2 separate regions of the Mus musculus genome follow, and region 2 is linked to region 1. Evidence: chromatin contacts called from public HiChIP or PLAC-seq data. All regions are on one chromosome and are shown on one strand. The core of a region is the stretch at or near the end of the contact, and the rest is flanking DNA. Distances in the headings are between cores, read along the strand shown. Region 1 overlaps Cmah (cytidine monophospho-N-acetylneuraminic acid hydroxylase). Region 2 overlaps Ripor2 (RHO family interacting cell polarization regulator 2).

Region 1 (3,130 bases), core at 420-2,919:
ATCTTTATCATTTTTTTTAAAAAAGCTTCTTCCTGTAGTCCTAGAATCCAGGAGGTTGAGGCTGGAGGACTGCCATGAGTTAGAAGCTAACTTAGACTAAATACTGAATTCTAGCCCTTCCTAGGCTACATAGCAAGACTGTTGCAAACAAGCAAACAAGAGCTCCAGAACAGCCCCCATTTACTGCTGCTTGACTTTCTGACTAGTTTATTGGGTCTTATATCTACCACCATTCTCCACCCCAATCCCTTCCAACCCCCACCCCAACAGTTGGCAGATGAGAAAGAAGGTTAGAGGGAAAAAAGGATGTAGACTTCTTTAAACTACTTCCTGCTGATCAAGCATCAAGTTCCTTAGGGCAAGTTCAACCTTTGCTGTCAGGATATTTCCAACCAGCAACCAGCAATTCAGCAAAATAGAAATCAAAACAGAAATCAACAGCCTGCAAAAGCAGCAGCAGCCAGGACCAGCAGCAGCTGCAGCAGCCTTCGTGACTCTGGAATTTTTAAGCCCTTACAAGAATCCCCAGAGTTCCAAACTTACACTATCTTCAGCTGGCAAAAGCATGCCCCTGCCAAAGCATGAGGCAAATCATAGTCAGTTGCTTTGGACTCTGAAGTGGCCCCATATCCCACACTTGGGATTAAAACAAAACACATCCACATAACATGACTGAGTTTTTAAGGAAAACAGATGAGAGATGCATGCAGTGCAATGGTCTGCCAACTTCTGTGTTTGACTTTGGGAGGAGTGCCAGTGCTTGGCCATTCTTCTTTTGTGAATGGATGCTCTCTCTTTAGACTAATGCAAGAGCAGGATCATCTACCCTGCACCAGCCCAAATGGGCTAAAGTTCTCATTTTGGAGGTTTCAGAAATATCTCTGGATCTTCCCAGCAGGTTCTGCACATAACACCACCTCTCTTTACTGGCGGAGTAAATAAGCCTTTAGATTATTTTCATCTTATCACACAGTAAGGCGGGGGTGGGCCTGTGGCATGGGAGGGAGCTGGGCACATGGCAGGGGAGGGGGTTCTCCCTGGGAGTCCCCTTAGCAGCACCCCAGGCTTGCAGACTAGACAAACTAGATGTCTCAGAGCACTTTCTTTGTGTTAGTTTGTGGGAGGTGAATGGAGCGGACAGTGTCTCCTTGTCCTTCCTCTCCTCCTCCTCTTCTCCCTCTTCCTTCCTCTCCTCTCCTCTTCACTCCTTCATCTTCTTGGTTTTGCTTTTGTTTTGGGGTTTGGTTTGGTTTGTTTGTTTGTTTGTTTGTTTATTTATTTTAAAGGCAAAGTATTTCTATGTACTTCTGGCTTACCCTAGAACTCACTGTGTATCCTGGGCTGGACTTGAGTTTAATATGTAGACCAGGCTGGCCTCAAACTCAAACTCCTGTCTCAGTTTGCTAAGTGCTGGGACTATAGGCATGAACTAACTATCAGGCCTAGTGTGTAGGATTACTTGGCACTTTGGGAGAAGGGGGTGGTGTCAGTCATCAGCATATAACTTTTCTCATTGTTCTTTCGAAACAATTATTAGGTCCATTGACTGAGAACTGGAGTTTTTCTCCAGGTAAAGAAATGTTCTCCTGTGGTTTCCCTAACCCTGTCTTCATTTGCCTTTCTGTGTTCTCTGAACGCCCCTGTACAAACCATGGATCCAGGTGCTCCTTCCTGCTGCTAAGCTTGGTGTTGGCGTCTCTGCTACTTAAGTCTTTGATGTCCCCTGGATTTGCCTTGACTATCATAACTTTCAAGAATTTGTTTTATTTTCTCTCTTTTTTTTTTTCCTTTACTGCTCCTGCTTCACTTATAAAACCCCCTTTCCTGGGAGATTTCAAGAAAATTTATAATTCTACATTTCATCTGCAGTAGGAAATGCAATGCTTATTCTATTTATTTATTTAATTTATTTTGGGGTCTTATGCAGCCCAGGATCACCTCAAAAAGTCACTATGTAGCTGGTCTTGAGCTCTTCACCCCCCTGCCTTCACCTCTGGAGTGCAGTGGGTTCAGGTATACACCATCGCACCCACTACACTGTTTTTGTTTTCAGTTCTGAGTGACTTTTGTATGTCTTGGGTGCCCTGGCTCTGGTTTCTCTCTGGTTGGTGACTATCACCAGGCTGATTTTGGATCCGCCAGCTCTAAATAACAACCTAAGGACTTCTTAATATTTATGAAAGCTTAGACAGTATAGCTGGGTAGACTCCCAGCTAGTTCATACAAATTAAACCCTACTATTCCTGGCCTAAGCCCTGCCCCACGTCCTGTCACCTCTCCCTCAGTCCCAGCTCCGTTCCTTCCGCCTCCATGTGACACTAGCAAAGCTTCCCCAGCCAGATTCTTCTCCCAGAGACCCTCTCTCAGCCTGGAAGACCCATCTTCCCTTTCCTGCCTAGTTATTGGCCATTGGCTCCTTATTAAACCAATCAGTGAGTGCTTTCCGAAGGTGAGGAAGTGTGCCCCAACACATAGTGTACCCCAACAGGTGATCTCACACTCACACCCACTTCCCCGCACCTCATCCTGGTCCAGACATGAATGCAGCTCTTTCTTCTGTGCTCCCTAAATGGCACTGGTACTATTCAACCTTGGTGGCACACTTTGATGAGGCCTGGGGAGTGGGGAAGGGGAGAAGGCTTGGAATCCTAGTCCCCTAGAGAGCATCAGCTTGTTCTTAAGAGGCCTCCACCCTCATCCCCACATCCTGGCTGTCTGAGCTCCCTTTTCTGAATCCCATTGTCATCCTTGTCCTTTTGATAAATAAGCTAAGTAAAAAAAAAGTCACAAAATTTGTCTTCCCATTTCTGGGAATTCAGAAGGTTTCTGCCTTTAATACACTTTGCCAAGTTTTCCGTTTCCTTTATTAAAATCTGATGGAGCTGTATTTTTACGATGGGGATTCAATGTGTTATTCCCAGCAGCTAATTATCCTTACATGCCTAGTCTTCCTCTTTTTTTTCTTCTACCCAAACATTTATTTCTTCTTTTTAAAATTTTTTTTATTACATATTTTCCTCAATTACATTTCCAATGCTATCCCAAAAGCCTCCCACTCCCCCCAACCCCCTACCCACCCATTCCCATTTTTTGGCCCTGGCGTTCCCCTGTACTGGGCATATAAAGTTTG
Region 2 (3,130 bases), core at 362-2,861, 320 kb after region 1:
ACAGATTAGTTCATTGACATTCAAGAATGTCACTTTCAGAGCTAGAAAAGCCATTGGCTTTGTGTCCTCCTTCAAAGCTGTGTCCATCACCTGTACCCAGTCCTTCCTTATATCTATATATATATTATTAGCTAGGTTCTGCATATGAAGATCATGTGAGTTTCTTTTCTTTCTGAGACTGTGTGAACTTTCTGAGTATTATATATTCATTGTCTAAGTCCATCCATTTTTGCAAATATTGTGATATATCTTTCTTCAGAGTTGAAATATGCATATATGTATATAATATATGCTATTTTTATGACCCATTCATCTACTGATGGACAACTAGCTTGGTGCCAGTCCTTTGCTATAACAGATAAAGCAGTAGGTGTTTGTAGTTCTACCTCTCTTATGGATTTTTCAGTTTGGGTGATGGATAGGTGCATATAAATGCATTCAATAGTAAACAATAGTTGCATTGTGTGTAAAGCCCACAGCACCAGGATTCCTATCCTACTTCATTGAGATATATAGACTTTAGGTCTGGTTAATTTTGGTGTATAATGGTTTAATTTACAAGGCTCTTATAATGAAGTTTATATTTAAAAAGAAAGGAATTCACTGGGTAGTGGTGGCACACGCTGCCGTCACTCAGAAGGCAGAGGCAGGCTGATTTCTATGTGGTAGAGGCCAGCCCGAACTACAGTGCAAGTTCTAGGACAGCCAGAGCTACACAAGGAAACCATGTCATAAAAATAAAAAAATAAATGAATAAATAAATAAGAAAGAAAGAAAGAAAGAAAGAAAAGAAATTCATTTTTAAAATTCTATGTACCCAGATCATACAATAATCAAATAACCCAAATAAATAAAAGACTTATTTGTAAACTTGAAACCATAAAATATAACAAAATATATGCCAATTGGAAAAAGAATAAACTGGCCGTAGTGAAATCCAGCTGTAATCCCAGCACTTAGAGGCACTTAGTGGGGACGAGGCAACTCAGGGCCATGTCTCAGAAAGAGAAGGGAAGAAAGAAAATTAGATAACATGTGAAACTTTAAAATGAGAGTGTCCGTGATGGTATGACTTCACAGTGTGACAGTGGATAATTTCAGACAGTGTGACAGTAGGTTTAAAGAGAGCAGGAGAAACAGGACAGAGCAGAGAGCTGCACAGCCACACTCCCCTTCTGGTGTCTGCCTGTCACAGCACTGTCACCCAGCAGCAGCCCTCTGCAGCTTTTTTTTCCTTGTCTTAGAGTAGCAGTTGGTATGAGGCCATGGCAAGGCCTGCGAGATTACTTTTTTTTATTTATTTACTTTTATTATTATACATAAGTACACTGTAGCTGACTTCAGACACACCAGAAGAGGGCTTCAGATCTCATTAAGGGTGGTTGTGAGCCACCATGTGGTTGCTGGGATTTGAACTCGGAACCTTCAGTAGAGCAGTCAGTGCTCTTACCTGCTGAGCCAGCCTTTGAGATTACTCTTTAATGGGATCACTCATAGAAGCCCACAAGCAGGACTGTTGATTCCCAGGGAAGCTGGCAGAACCCCTGCCTACAGGGTGGGCAAGCGCAGCAGGTGCAGCATGAGGGCACAGTTCAAAGCCTTCTCAGGGAAGCTACTTCACAAAGAGCTCATTGTGCTCAGAAGACAAACAGCAGCCTTTGTTTGCCTGGTCTTTTGATACTTAGGCAAATTGGCAACCGAGCTGAAATAAGTTATTTTAGAAAGGTACCCCTGCTTTTGAGAGCAAACCAGGGAAGGACAGATTTCAGTGGGGACCACGTTAAACTTGGCCTGTGGTTTGTGCACAGAAAAAAAAGAGCTCGTGTTTCACCTGCCTTCCTCTTTCAGTTACAGGTCAGTTCACCCGGAAGCCAGGGGTCACCTTAGCGAGGCTCTGACTGAAGACACAGGTGTAGGCACCAGTGTGGCAGGAAGCCCGCTCCCACTCACCACAGGAAATGAGAGCCTGGACATCACCATAGTCAAACATCTACAATACTGCACCCAGCTCATCCAGGTAGGATGTGTAACGTGGGGGAGGAGGGGCGCTGACGTGACAGAAAGGTGTGCATAGCGTGTGTCTTAGCTTTGCCAAGGAAATGAGAGTTCAGAAGTAAGAGCATGCGGCTGTTTTGATTTGAACCAAGTCAAAACCTTGATGGACACATCTAACCCTTTCTTAAGCCTGGGTTTTCAACTTCACGTTAAACCTAGATCTGCAGTCTATAGTGGTTACCGGGCAGAGTATGGCCAGTGCTCACATCCAAAGCACCAGGCAGTAAAGGAGAGGGATTCAACAGAAGAAGACGAAGGTGCCGTCCATAGGCAGAGCTGGAGAACAGTGTTAACTAGATAGATATTATGGAATGTCTAGTTCACAGCCCACCACATGTTGGGCTAACAGCAATGTACTACAGAAGCAGATTATGGCTCCCCAAATGGTAAATGAGAAAGTTTCTTCTGTTTAAAACAGGGTCTTATGCAAGCCAAGCTGTCTCTCGAACCCACTGTATAGCTGAGGCTAGTCTTGAACTCTTGACCCTCCTGCTGCTACCTCCCAAGAGCCAGGGTTGCAGGCCGGCTTGGAGTAGTAATTTTAAAGAGCAACGGGAAGGATCATTCCTCCAGGTTATCTATCCCCTCACCACTCAGTGCTCTCACTGGAACACCATGGGTAAATCTGTTTACCACCTGAGGTGTTACAGCCCCAGAAGCAAAAGCATGGAAGGCCTTTCACGGGCTCTCAGCTGTCCCGAATGGGGCACTTTCCCAGAGGCCTGGACTTAAGGGCTTCCTCCTTGCCTGGCTGCTTGTATTCTCCCTGCTGTGATCTGTTCCCAGATGGCTTGGGTGTACGTGAAGCAGGAAGGAACACACAAGCAATTGTTGTAACCGCAGCTTTACAGAAATCGGCCCCTGAGACAGGCTGCGGTGAGAAGAGGAAGGGTGACCCTGTGCCAGCCAAAACCCAGGAGGCAGGGAGAGAACAGAGGGAGGGCCCGGGGCTGGGCTTCCCAGGGGCTGGACAGCACTAGGCACACAGTTATAGAAAACATAGAAGAAGATGACTTTCTCTAGCAAACAAATAGCTTTCTGAGCATAGTGGAACACACATATAATCCCAGGACTG

What was found. HiChIP or PLAC-seq counts read pairs in DNA pulled down with a chosen protein or histone mark.
Region 2: an H3K27ac HiChIP or PLAC-seq map of double positive thymocytes shows a contact between it and region 1, with 6 read pairs. The contact joins two enhancer-like sites.

Annotation. Positions count from the first base shown.
Region 1 is chr13:24,384,867-24,387,996 of GRCm38.p6, forward strand. The region is part of intron 1 of Cmah (cytidine monophospho-N-acetylneuraminic acid hydroxylase); the gene reads left to right. Among named protein-coding and RNA genes, the nearest start is that of Gm11342, 10 kb to the left of the region's middle. Within about 2 kb of position 1,670, at least 8 of the 459 cell types and tissues checked have an H3K27ac peak or open chromatin away from gene starts, as enhancers often do. A contact at or near this core is called in double positive thymocytes, where this site is marked.
Region 2 is chr13:24,708,275-24,711,404 of GRCm38.p6, forward strand. It overlaps Ripor2 (RHO family interacting cell polarization regulator 2), which reads left to right. Exons shown (of 23, transcript NM_029679.2): 16 at 1,849-2,017. Among named protein-coding and RNA genes, the nearest start is that of Armh2, 31 kb to the right of the region's middle. Within about 2 kb of position 1,612, at least 16 of the 459 cell types and tissues checked have an H3K27ac peak or open chromatin away from gene starts, as enhancers often do. A contact at or near this core is called in double positive thymocytes, where this site is marked.